Linked DNA regions of Ovis aries: region 1 is linked to region 2. Evidence: chromatin contacts called from public Hi-C data. All regions are on one chromosome and are shown on one strand. Each heading gives the region's core, a stretch centred on a gene start, on an enhancer-like site or on the middle of the called end of the contact. The rest is flanking DNA. Distances are from core to core; before and after follow the strand shown. Region 1 holds the start of ENO1 (enolase 1). Region 2 has its middle 34 kb from the start of ENO1.

Region 1 (6,990 bases), core at 2,799-5,298, 36 kb before region 2:
GTCAGCTATGGACTTTGGCTGATAACAAGTCAATACAGGCTTGACTCTAACAAAGGTTAGTCTAGGCGAAGAAGGTCAACTATGGATTTTGGGTGTTAACGTATCAATGCAGGTTTGACTCTAACTACTGCTCAGCTTAGAGTGTTGATGGTGGGGATGGGGGATAGATGAGAACACTCTACTTTCCACTTGATTTTGCTGTGAACCTAAAACTGGCCTAAAAAATAAATTCTAAGAAAGAAAGAAGTGATGAAAGGTTCTTAACAAATTTATGATTTCCTGGCTTTTTTTTTCTTTCTGAAAAGGATTAAGACACATAAGAGAAAGTTCCATTCATTTAAATGTTAAAAGACATTAATTTTAGTCATTTTAAAGAATTTCAAAGAAAATGCCTCCTTTTCAACAATCTTCTAGCATCCTGGGTCTTTTTTCGTTGTTCAAAGTCCATTAATTTCCAAGTGGAAAGTTCCACTCTCTAAGTGAGCCATTCTCATAAACTGAAAGGAAATTCTTGCAATCTTTGGAGAATCCACAAGGCACATGCCCAGAAGCAATGGTGTTCTCATGGCAACCCCCACCGTAACCACAGGTAGACTTCTGCTGGATGAATCTACACTTGAGGGGCCTTCACTTTCTGGGCAAGGGGGAAGGCAGGACAGGAAGGGATGGGCTGGAGGTTCCTCTGCCAGGCCTGTGATTCAGACCATGACTCAGCTCTGACTGGCAGGTCTGTGCTCGGCACCACTCGGTGCCTCTCTGCCTGAAGCTCCCTTTCCAACTTCACGCACTTGGGCCATTCAGAAAATGGCTGAGATGTTGCTAGAGGTAACACAAGGGGTAGGGAAGCACCAGATTTTCTTAAATTAAAAAAAGATTAAGGAGGGGATATTTTAAGGGGGTCCCATTCTATCCTTTTCAAATGTGGGCAAATTCTTCCTATGTGGACTTAGAGCCAGGTAAAAATACCAGCCTCTGGAATGTCCCAACATAGAGCGCTACATATACCCTTGCTGCTAAGTCGCTTCAGTCATGTCCAACTCTGTGTGACCCCATAGATGGCAGCCCACCAGGCTCCTGTGTCCCTGGGATTCTCCAGGCAAGAATATTGGAGTGGGTTGCCATGTCCTTCTCCAATGCATAAAGTGAAAAGTGAAAGTGAAGTTGCTCAGTTGTGTCCGACTCTTAGCGACCCCATGGACTGCAGCCTACCAGGCTCTCCCTCCATGGGATTTTCCAGACAAGAGTACTGGAGTTGGCTGCCATTGCCTTAATCTCTTTCCTTTTCAAGGAAGATCCATCCTATCACACCGTACCTACTTATTTGGTCACAACAAGCTGTGAGTGACGGGCCCTTTTAGGGACAAGGTATCACCTTACCTCCCTATCTCAGTGACCTGGGAACTGACCTGCATCCTGCTCTAAATACCAAGAAGCACAAGGGACTCTTGCCTCCCAACCTCGGAGCACAGCCTACCAACATGTGCAGATCAGAAAGAAAGGCTTTCAAGACCACAAGCTGTTTCTTGCCTAAGGCTCTGTCATTTGAAGCTTTAAAAATGGAATGTGGCGCAACAGACTATAGAAACAAAGGTGGCACATACCTTTCGCGGTGAAGAGATCAACCTCGACAGTGGGATTGCCACGAGAGTCAAAGATCTCTCTGGCGTGGACCTTCAGGATGGACATGGTGAATTTCTGCAGGGAAACACAGTTCACGTTTTCCATGAACCATAACGAAGCCTCAGCTCATTATTCACAAGGTCACGTCTGCGGATTTCTATACTAGGAAGAGTCTGCATATAACTAAAAATTAATGTAGGAAAGGTGACTAGAAAATGCCTGCTGGAAAGCAGTGGGAATTGTTCCTAAAAAGTAGGTGGGGGGCAGCTCTGAAAGGCCCTACTAGTTCAGGGCTGGTCCTGCAAGCAAAGAAAGCCTGACCACATGTGTGCTGGTGGGATTAAAAAAAAAAAAAAGAAACTACAGGAGGAAAATTTGGTTTTTAGCAGAACAGTGAATTAAAAGCTGAAAACACAATTCATCAGGTAACTTGAGGCAGCAGGAGGATCTTTAATGGGTTGATATAGGATAATCAGAAATTATGAGTTTGGAAGAGAAGAGTGAGCTTCTTGGTCGGTGTGCTGAGAGCTTTGCCAATTTCTGAGCCGTTCAAACCTCACAGTGCTTGGGTTTTTAGCAAGACAGGGCACAAAAATAACGTTATCTAATTAGTATCTCTTTCAATGGGCATGTCACCCCATCTAAAAATCTTAATTATGAAATCTTAATTGTACCTAGAGAAATGATTTTTTGAGAACTAGGATATGCCAAGTGAAGAAGTTTCCTTTGAAAACACCTTTAAAAAAAGGTGGGGGTTGCAGCTACAAAGAGTTAATATCAAGAGCTAAAAAAAAAAAAAAAAAAAAAAGTCCTTTTCTTGCTTTCCCTCCCAGGGGATCTCCAAGGAATAAACTAATTGAACAACGTGTAAGACAGAGGTAGACATCTAATCACTGTTCAAAAGCCGGGCCCTCCTCCAGTATCTTCTCTGGAATGTTCTGAAGCAGCAAATGGCATCTTTTTAAGTTTCAAAATTAGACAAGAAGTCACGTGTGTGGCTTTGTCTTTCTAACAATGGAGTTTTTATTCATTAGCCAATAAAAAGACATCTAGTTTTTAATCTCCTATTTTACAAAAAGGTAAATTTGCTTCGTTTTAAAATTCTAGTTAACTCTGGGGTTTGGAAAATCATACCTGTGTAACATTTATCACTGCCAAAGTTTGCTTAGGCCATTTCCAGTCACCGTCCCCTCATCCTCAGGCCACCACTGATTTACTTTACAGATTTTAGATACACTTTTAAACACATCTTCATTTCACTACCTCATCACACAGTTTTAAGATTTCATTTTTGGTTTCCTTTTAGTGATATAAGACAAAGTAATTAACTTATTTCATGATGTAAAAATAAAATTCAACTTATCTTTAAATTGGATAGAAAAACTTTTCTCCGAAGTTATTAAAACGCTATGAGCACAGAGAGAGAGGAAGGTGTGTCTGACTGGGAGCCTGCACGGCTTTTTATCGGTCTAGACCGAACCCTGGACCAGGGGCAGCATGGGCAGATCGGGCAGCCAGGGCCTACACGTGCCCCGGAAGCAGGTCAGTCGGCTGCCCTCACCGCTCAAGGGGAAGACCACATTGCAGAGGAAGCAGCGAACAAGATTTCGTAAAATACATCCTTTTTATGTCAGATCAGGGTTTGACTGTTGGTGGCCAGCCCGGGGAGCCGAAAGCGGCTCGTGCCCGACATGGGTGAGGTCGCCAGGAGGGCTTCCCAATGACTCCCCGGCTCCGCTGCAGTCTGTTCTAGGACAAGCGCCTTCGAAACCCACATTAGTTTCTGCTCATTCTGGAGCAGCGACGGGCTGGACACCCAGGCGCCAGGCCGGGGGCCACCAGCGGGAGGCAGGGGCGCGGGACTCGGAGGGGGGAGTTGCAGCTCCGCGGGAATCTCTCCTTTCCCGGCCATTTTGTCCATTTTCTTAAGCGCCTGGCTTTAATGAGCACGCAGGTTGGACCTGGAGCGCTTTCCAAACCTTCCACCCTCGCCACTTGCTGTCTTGGTGACTGTGTGTTGTATCCCTGATCTCCCGGGACAGTTACGCGGCCCCGTAACCCGTAATCTCAGGCTGAGGTGCACTTCCCCCTCCGGAGAAACCGGGCGCCGTGCCCCAGCGTCGAGCCGCGAGTCCGGCCAGGGAGGCCAGTCGCGAGCGCGGACCCACCCCTTCCCCATCCCAGCCGAACCCCCCACCCGCAGTCTGACTGGCAGGAGCGCCCGCGAGCCCGGGGGACCCACGCACCGCCCGCCCGGGTGCTCGCTCGGCAGCCCTTCCTCGAGTTCTCACCCGGCCGCCGGAGGTCGCCGCCCGAGAGAGAGAGAGACAGAGGGTGCTGCGGACACCGAGGATGAGCGATTAAGTCGCAAAGGCCGAGCGCTCCGACTACCCCAAGCTCTTCTCCGCGCCTCGGGACAGGACTTCCTGCCCAGCCCGGAGGGGACCCCGCCCACTTCCCGCCCCCTCTGCGGCGCCTTGCCATTGGCCGAGCGCGCCGTCACTCGGTCTCTCGTCCGAGGGAAGGGAGGGGCTGCGGTCGCTGCGGATGGATAGATGGGGCGACATACCAGGGAGATGGGCGGGACCAGGCTGGGGCGTCCCCACTGCCCCAGCAAATGGGTGGGGGTATGGACAAGCCCCAATCCCCCCTGCTCCAGTGTCGGGCTGAGGTCCCCCCCCCCCGGCGGAGCGGAATCTGTGGCTCTGGGGCCCCGGGGGAGAGGAGGGGCGGGGCGGCGCGGCCGGCATGAGGACTCGGGGTTCCGTCACGTACTCCGAGTCCCGCACGCATGCAGCGTCGCTCCGGCGCCGCACGTCCGGCCCACGACCTTGGTGACGACCTTCGCGGCCCGTCCTCCCTGGCCGCCCCACCCCTCGCCTGGCTGCGCGGTGCTGGAGACCCCAGGGAGACGTTGGCGGCCACGTGCCCCTACCCGGCTCCCGGGCCGCGGAGCCGGGAGCCTAGCCACGTGCGCTCACTCGCGCCTGCGCCCTGCGTTCCCGGCCGCCCGCCAAGGTGACATGGTCCCTTTGTCTTTGTGCGTCGGTCACTCATAAGTTATCAGGCCAAGATAGCGGAAAGGATGTTCACTTTGTCTTAATTGGAGCTCATTCTTTTTGAGCACTTCCTACGGCCCAGGCACTCCTCCATGTGCGTGCCCAGGGTTAGTTCATTCTTAGCCTCTTGTTAATGTTGCATCTTAAAAGGAGGCCCCATCCCTCCCTTTCTCATCCCTGTGAACCATACTTGTCCTGGTTTGCTTGTGTGTGTGTGTGTGTGTGTGTGTTAGTCGCTCAGTTGTGTCTGACTCTTTGCGACCACCATGAACTGTAGCCCACCAGGCTCCTCTGTCCATGGATGCTGGAATGGCTTGCCATTTCCTTCTCTAGGGGATCTTCCCGACCCAGGAATGGAACCGGGATCTCCTGAATTGCTTGCGGATCCTTTACCATCTGACCTGCTAGGGGAGCGTTGGTTTGGCAGTGGAATTTCACACAGATCCTGGGGGATTTCTCAAAATTCAAAACAGGCAATATTCCTCAGTGGTCTGACAAATAAAAATTAGACAATGGTAGATGTAGTTGTTTTACCCTCTGCTGAAGAATGAACGGATTCCCGTTTTAAATCAGTTCTTCAGTACATCCCCACCCCACCCCAAACACACTCAAGGGAGGGCTTTGTTTTCCAGTAAGAATTATTTGTACTGTCTTAGCCATCCTCTTGGTGTGTAATTCAGAGAGCTAAAACAGTGTCATACATCTTCAGGTTTAACACATTGCATAGAGAGATCAAAGTGTATATTCAAATTATTATTTCTTCTTGTCAGCTGCAAAACCTGCTTTTCTTCCTTAATCCCTAGCTTTGGATAAAGCTGAAGGCCTACTGACTAAGAAGAAAGAACTTTAGGATTAAATTCAGCAAAAAAGCAACAAGGAAATTGTAAAATATTTGCAATATGAATTTTGCAAGCAGAGTTTGTGATTTCCTCAACAATACACTGATGTTTCAGACTGCTTAAAACCAAGATCCCAGCCCCATGACTCAGCAGCTAAATCAACAGCCACCATGTCCTAAACCTTAAGAGTTCTACAGAAATCAGACACTTACAGCTCTTATTTTCAGAGCAATTCTAAGGTGTGGCCCTGAAAGGGCTCCAGAACAATCTCATTTTCTGTTAAAATGGTTAGAGAGATAAAGATAGAAAAACATGACTCTTATAACAGGTCTCTGGCCACAACCAGTGATTCTTCTCAGGAAATCAAATGTAGAACATGATCTCAGACCACTGCTATTGCAAGATTCTTGGAGGCCACTCCCCAGTGTTTTTGAGCCAGCACTTCAACCTCAAATAGGAGCTCAAATGTTAATGATTAGTAGAGATGTCCTCCTATCCTTTCCAAAACTCACAGGCTGCCAAATGCCCTGCCAGTCTCCATGGCTCCTGAGGATTTGTTAGCAGGCTGTGGAACTCATGGTGCCTTCAGTCCATTGCAGGCCATCTACTTTGTTACAGGCGTTTAGTCATTATTTATCACTGACAGTATGCTGGGTGAGCAGTTTCAGTGCAGTGGCAAACCAAAGGCTGCTTTCCTCCTTGCTGGTGGGCAAGGAGAAAAAATGTGTGTACAAGGCTCTTATCAGAAGATACCTACCCTCCAGGTAGGGACTGCATGACATTTGCAGAGGCAATGCCAGGATTGAGGGAAGGTGAATCTTCAGCAGCATGTGATCCACCTGGGTCATAGTGATTCTGTCTGTGGTCTGTGCACCCCTGGTTGAAAACTGCTGGTCAGTGGAATAGGTGGCACACCCTTTTTGGAAGGCAGGTCTTTAGCCAGATAGGAAACTCCAGGGTTAGAGAAGAAGGCCTAGGGAGATAAGAGTTCAGAGTAGTGTAGAAGGACCTCAGGGTATCTAGGCGGATCGCCCCTCCTAACAGTCTAGAAACTTTCTGTGTTTACCTCTGTGGACAAGGAATGTCACCTGCCTTATCAGTAACCAAAGGATGTTACTTTGCAACAAATATCCATATAGTCAAAGCTATGATTTTTTCCAATAGTCATGTACGGATATGAGAGCTGAAAAATAAAGAAGGCTAAGCACCGAAGAATTGATGCCTTCATACTGCAGTGCTGGAGAAGACTCTTGAGAGTCCCTTGGACAGCAGGGAGATCAAACCAATCAATCCTAAAGGAAATCAACCCTGAATATTCGTTGGAAGGGTTGATGCTGAAGCTGAAGCTCCAACACTTTGGTCATCTGATGTGAATAGCTGACTCATTGGAAAAGTCCCTGATGCTGGGAAAGATTGAAGGCAGGAGGAGAAGGGAACGACAGAGGATGAGATGGTTGGGTGGTATCACCAAC
Region 2 (6,694 bases), core at 3,497-5,996:
ACAGCGTATTAAAAAAATAGAGACATCACCTTGCTGATATAGGTGTATATAGTCAAAGCTATAGATTTTCCAGTAGTCATGTACGGATGTAAGAGTTGCACCATGAGGAAGGCTGAGCACTGAAGAATTAATGCTTTCAAACTGTGATGCTGGAGAAGACTCTTGTGAGTCCCTTATACTGCAAGGAGTCAAGCCAGTCAATCCTAAAGGAAGTCAACTCTGAGTATTCATAAGAAGGACTGATGCTGAAGCTGAAGCTTCAATACTTTGGGCACCTGATGCAAAGATTGAGGGCAGGAGAAGAGAATAAGATGGTTGGATGGCATCACCGACTCAATGGACATGAGTTTTAGCAAACTCCAAGAGTTAGTGAAGAACAGGGAAGCCTGGCATGCTGCAGTCGCTAAGTGTCACAAAGAGTTGGACACGACATAGCAATTGAACAACACATCAAGAGGCTTAAGGGATCTTACTTCCCCAACCATGGTTTGTACCAGCACCCTAGGCAGTGAAAATACAGAGCCTCAACCACTGGACTCCCCGGGGATTCTGGGGTGCCTCCTTTTGATGTTAGTAATAGAGCTTGGGTGAACATTGAACATTCTTGTACTTGGGTCCAAGTGTTTGTCCTTTGATTTCTCACGATGGCAGTCCCTCCTATTCTCAGTCTTATCACCTAGTTCTGGTCACCTGTACGCTGGGGGAACCCCCTGAATGAGTTTTCTACCCATCTTTACTGCATGTCTGGTTTCTACAGAGTTCTGCCCTAGCCTTTCCTAACTGAGGCCCATGGTCATCTGGGTTTGGGCACCTTTGAACCATTCTTGGCTTGGTGATGACTGTTCTTCTGAGAACTAGCTGATGCTTGTTGTCAGGAGATGAACTCCTGAGACTGGGGCTCTGGAGCTGCCCCTACTTGGGACACACTTTCTGATTTTCAGTACCTCAGCTTCCCTATCTGTTAAATGGGGAGAGAAACACTTGTCCCGTCTAACTCAGAAAGTGAAAGTGAAAGTCAGTCCATGTGGTCCGACTCTTTGTGACCCCATGGACTAGTTCATGGAATTGTCCAGGCCAGAATGCTGGAGTGGGTAGCCATTCCCTTCTCCAGGGGATCTTCCCAACACAGGGATCAAACCCAGGTCTCCCACATTGCAGGCTGATTGTTTACCAGCTGAGCCACCAGAAAAGCCCCCAAATAAATACCAGGCCCACCTCCAGGGGATCTAACCTAGGAATCAAACCTGCATCTCTTACGTCTCCTGCATTGGCAGGTGGGTTCTTACCACTAGCACCACCTGGGAATCCCCTCTAACTCAGAAGTGAAGTCGCTCAGTCGTGTCCGACTCTTCGCAACACCATGGACTATAGTCCACCAGGCTCCTCCGTCCATGGGATTCTCTAGGCAAGAATACTGGAGTGGGTTGCCATTTCCTTCTCCAGCTTCTAACTCAGATGGTTGTCACAAAAAGCAACTGTTGAAAACTGGCTCCCCAAATATCACCAACACAGTCTGCTGGGAAGAGCAAGTTAAGTTTATTGCTTACCAGGTAAGGAAGAATCTCACTTTGCAAAGTTTCCCCAGGGCTTCTGAAAGGGCATGTTAAGGTCAGAATTTATCGAGTTGGAAGTGTGGCTTCAGGCAAATCATTCAATGAGGACAGTTGATTGGGACTGGGTAAGAATCATGACACAGCTTTCCAGGATTGGGGGAGCAGTAAGACGAGGATTTTAAAATAAGCCAAGATTTCGAGGGATTCAAAGAATCTTAGGAGGCAAACTGTCCATTGGTACTTTCCACTGAAGAGCTGATGGGTGTTTCAGCAATTCCTTGTAGTGATTAAACTATTTTCCTGGACAGAAGACTCTGGAGAGCACAAAGGCAAAGACAGGGAAAGAGTGAAGTTACCTTAATGCAGACAGAGGGGTCTGGTTCCCAGCTGAATGTCAGTAAAGATACTTTCCATTCCCTAAATCCAAGCATGGCCTAGAAAGAATAAAGGTCCTTGAAAAGTCAATGAATTAATGATATCAATAAATATGTCTTTATAGAGAACAGACTTGTGGTTGCCAAGGGGGAAAGGGAATAGGTGGGGGGGGCTGCAGTGGGAGTTTGGGTTTAGCAGGTACAAACTAGTATACACACGGTGAATAAACAACAAAGTCCTACCATATAACCAGGGGAACTATATTCAATATCCCTTGATACTCCATAATGGAAAGGAATATGAAAAAGAATGTATGTATACGTATAACCCAATCTCTTTGTTGTACAGCAGAAATGAACCCAACATTGAAAACCAACTATACTTTGATTTTTAAAAAGTCTCTAGCTTTCCAGAAAGCACTGTTGGCCAGTTGTGGAGTGAGATGACTTTACTTTGTACAACCCAGAAATACAGTACCTAGAGAGGTAGAATCCTGAGTGCAGGGCCGGGGAGCCTGAGATGTGAGGATGAGGAAGCTTGCTGTCCCCTCTTCTGTGCTCTGGTCATCACCCATGCCATTTGGTAGGATCGGGGGCTGTGTGGGAAAGTCTGCGACAATGGTGCTTCTGTTCGTGGGGCTCCTTCCACCTGGGGCACCAACCCTCTTTGCCAGACTCATGAAAATGACAGCACAACAAAGCCCCTGATGATGCTTTAAATGGAGTTGTAAACCAACTAGCTCTTCCTCCACCTCCACGCTGCTCCTACTCCCCGAGACTGTGGACCACGTGCTCCCTCCTCTGGGTTCCCGGCACCTGTATATTGCACACCCTAACACCCCCAGCTCACAAGGCCATCTCCCCCGTCAGACTGGGAAGGCCAGGCTGGGACTTCGATTCACGGCCGTGTTCCCATGTCCAACCCAAAGCAGGTGCTTAATAAGTCTTTGCTGAATGGATGAGGTGCTTCTCTGTAGGGGATGGTGACTTGCATTTTCCTCAGACCCACTCTCTGAGACTCAGGTTCCTCTCATTGTCCTTATCTGCCAATGCTGAGATTTGCTGGTGACCTTCAGGAATCCCCCTGTACTTGTGAGAATCTGAAGAAGCGGGCCCAGTCTTCAAAAGCTTTCAGATCCCCTTTCCAGTGGGGACTGGCTGTGGGGATTGCAGGAGACCCCTCTATCTTCCTGTGGCCCCAGCAGGATCCTTCTGGGCTCTGGAAGCTACCTGGGTTAGCAGGCCAGCCACATCTCTCCCCAGCTTCCTGGACTTAGAGGATGAACTAGTTATTATAGAAACTCAGCAGCATTAGCCAGGCATTCACAACATGCAGGCTTTGGCACCGCTCTGCCATTTGGATAATGTTTTTCTCCTGTAATCAGCAATTGACAAAGCTCTCTGGCTCCAAACACAATGTCAGAGAAGGTGTGTGGAACAGGTTGGGAAAAAAGGTTAGCTCCAGGCCAGGCTCAGTACCTCTCTGACAAGCGGGAGAGGTGCTGATTTCTCTGCGGCTTTTGGACAGACCTTAGTGGGGGGATCAATGGAGGTTCTTTAAGTTTCCTACAGTCTCTACCAGAATCTCCCTCATGTCATCTCCCCAGACATGATCTAGATGAAAATGTGCATAAATGCTGGTTTTACCTTTTTTGGCTTTGGCTACGCTGGGTCTTTGTTGTTGCACTCGGGCTTCTCTTACTGTGGGACTCAGGCTCTAGAGCTCCCAGGCTCGGTAGCTGCATTTATCAGCCTTTTCCAGTTGCAGCGCTCAGGCTTAGTTGCCCTCTGGCAAGTGGGATCTCTGTTTCCAGACCAGGAATGGAACTTGTGTCCCCTGCATTGGGAGGCAGATTCTTAATTACTGGACAGCCAGGGAAGTCTCTTCAAAATGCAGTTTCATGGAAAATCTTTGAATCTCTCTTCTACCCCATTGATGTATTACCCAGGAATTCTGGAGCTTGTATCAGCATCCTCTGTGCCAAAGTTCTGCTTCCTGGCTGTTTGTTCAGCCAGGTTAGTGAGGATTCCAAATTGTACATAGTAACATTTCTCTAGTCAAGGCTATGGTTTTTCCAGTAGTCATGTATGGATGTGAGAGTTGGGCTGTGAAGAAGGCAGAGCGCTGAAGAATTGATGCTTTTGAACTATGGTGTTGGAGAAGACTCTTGAGAGTCCCTTGGACTGCAAGGAGATCCAACCAGTCTATTCTGAAGGAGATCAGCCCTGGGATTTCTTTGGAAGGAATGATGCTAAAGCTGAGACTCCAGTACTTTGGCCACCTGATGCGAAGAGTTGACTCACTGGAAAAGACTCTGATGCTGGGAGGGATTGGGGGCAGGAGGAGAAGGGGACGACAGAAGATGAGATGGTTGGATGACATCACTGACTTGATGGACGTGAATCTGAGTGAAGTCCGGGAGTTGATGATGGACAGGGAGGCCTGGCGTGCTGCGATTCATGGGGTCGCAAAGAGTCGGACATGACTGAGTGACTGAACTGAACTGAATTGAACTGAACATTCCTCTGTGACTGTGAAAATAATTTTTTTCTGATAAACAATGATCTCACATGACTTCATCACACAACTACGCATTTCTTTCATTGCCTTTAACATCCATCTCAAATATTTTCTTCTCTTCTCATCTCCTGGGACACTTACTGCTGCCGCAGTGTCAGACCACGAGGCATTTTACTATGTGTCATTCACTGCTTTTCCACTATGGTTGCTTGCGTCTCATGTCACTCCTCCCTGGAGGAAAGCCTCCCCAACTTTACCCTCAGTGTTACTCAGGCTAAGTTTAAGTAAATACAGGCTCATGATACAATTTCCCAACACATAAGGAAATGAGTCGTCATGAGTGAGAATCAGCAGAAACTTGAGCAGCAGACCTAGGTATCCTAAGATTTCAGATTGTGGAACAGTTAGATACAGATCACTAAATAATGGTACATGGAATTTTAAAAAAGCATTTAAAATGAACAATCAAAAGAAACTTCCAAGAATAACCAGGTGTGTATATATGTGTGTGTATTTTTTTTTGGCTGCACTGATGCAGGATCTTGGTTCCCTGACCATAGATAGAACACAAGTCCCCTGTATTGGGAGTGAAGAGTATTAACCACTGGACTACCAGGGAAGGCCTGACCATGTATATTTTTAAAAGAACCAAATAGAACTTTTAAAAATGAAAATGAATGGATGAAAAGCAGATGATTAGACACAATCAAAGATAGAACTGATCACAAGAAGGACTGAGTGGAAAAAAGTTAGCTAGTATGCAGCACAGAGAGATGAGGAGAAAAACCGTGAGATATTAAGAAACTCAGAAGACTGAATGATAAAGTCTGACACAGGTTTCATTAGAGTTCCAGAGCAGGCAATGGGCTTCCCATGTGGCACTAGAGGTTAAGAACCTGCTTGCCAATGCAGGAGCCGCAGGAGATGTGGGTTCAATCCCTGGCTTGGGAAGATCCATCCCCTGGAGAAGGAAATGGCAACTTGCTCCAGTATTCTTGTTTGGGAAATCCCATGGACAGAGGAGCCTGGCAGGCTACAGTCCTTAGGGTTGCAAAGAGTCAGATATGACTCAGTGACTAAGCACAGTGTTTGAAAAGATAATGGCTTGAGAATAATCCAAAACGTACACAAGTTACAGGGGAAAATCCACATGATGATCTTAAAAGCCAGGAAAAAGCATTCAAGAGAAGTCAACAGTCATCAATGCTAAGAAAGTTCAGCAAAACTAGGAACAGGAGGAAAATTCCTTAATCTGAGTGAATTAGTTTTTTCGAGCATACTTTAGAAGCGCCACAGACAAGTGGGCTCATGACAGAAAAACTCTCTCACAGTTCTGGAGGCTAGAAATCTGAGATCAAGGTACAAGCAGGTGGTTCCTGCCGAGGGCTCTGCTAGAATCTGCTCCAGACCTCTTTCCTTATAGATGGCCATTCTCCTGTGTCTCTTCAGACTGTCTTCCCTCTATGTGTTTAAGCTTCCCCTTTTTACAAGGATACCATTTATACCAGATTATTCCCCATCCTTCCCCTGCCCCTGGCCAATGACTTTATTTTAGCTTAATTATCTCCATAAAGATTCTGTCTTCAAAACCAATCACATTCTGAGGTACTGGGGGTTAGTAACTGAACATTTGAATTTGGAGGGGAAGCATAATTCAACCCATAACATAAACTAGGAAACTGTTTCATCTGAGAAACCATCCTTCTCTTTAAAAAAAAAAAAGTTTTTTATTTTGTATTGGAGTATAACTGATTAATTGGCTTCCCTGGAGACCCCAGTTCAATTCCTGGGTTGGGAAGTTCCCCTTGGGAAGAGATAGGCTACCCACTCCAGTATTCTTGCATGGAGAATCCCCATGGACAGAGGAGCCTGCTGGGCTGTAGTCCAAGTGTTCGCAAAGACCTGGACATGACTGAGAGACTAAACACAGAACAGCACATAGCTGATTAAGAATGTTGTGATAGTTTCAGGTGAACAGCAAAGGGCCTCAGCCATACACATACATATGTCCGTTCTCCCCCAGACCCCCCTCCCATCCAGCCTGCCACATAATATTAAGCAGAGTTCCCTGTGCTATACAGTAGGTCGTTGTTGGTTATCCGTTTTAAATGTAGCAGTGTATACACGATGATCCCAAACTCTCTAACTATCCCTTCCCAGCTTCATCTCCCAGCAACCAGAAGTTCATTCTCTGTCTTTGAATCTGTGAGAAACCATCCTTTTAAGTTGGGAAAGCAACTGGAATC

The links. Hi-C and Micro-C count contacts between places; a contact is called where the count stands out from the background.
Region 1: a contact with region 2 is called in a Hi-C map of tail adipose tissue, with 2.2 times the contacts expected there. The contact joins the promoter of ENO1 here to the enhancer-like site in region 2. A contact is called at or near these places in 2 of 16 Hi-C or Micro-C datasets (skin fibroblasts and tail adipose tissue).

Annotation. Positions count from the first base shown.
Region 1 is chr12:43,919,458-43,926,447 of ARS-UI_Ramb_v3.0, reverse strand. ENO1 (enolase 1) reads right to left here and starts at 4,048. Exons shown (of 12, transcript XM_042257292.1): 1 at 3,867-4,048; 2 at 1,602-1,695. The coding sequence starts at 1,686.
Region 2 is chr12:43,884,848-43,891,541 of ARS-UI_Ramb_v3.0, reverse strand. No RefSeq gene overlaps it. Among named protein-coding and RNA genes, the nearest start is that of ENO1, 34 kb to the left of the region's middle. Within about 2 kb of position 4,746, at least 3 of the 54 cell types and tissues checked have an H3K27ac peak or open chromatin away from gene starts, as enhancers often do.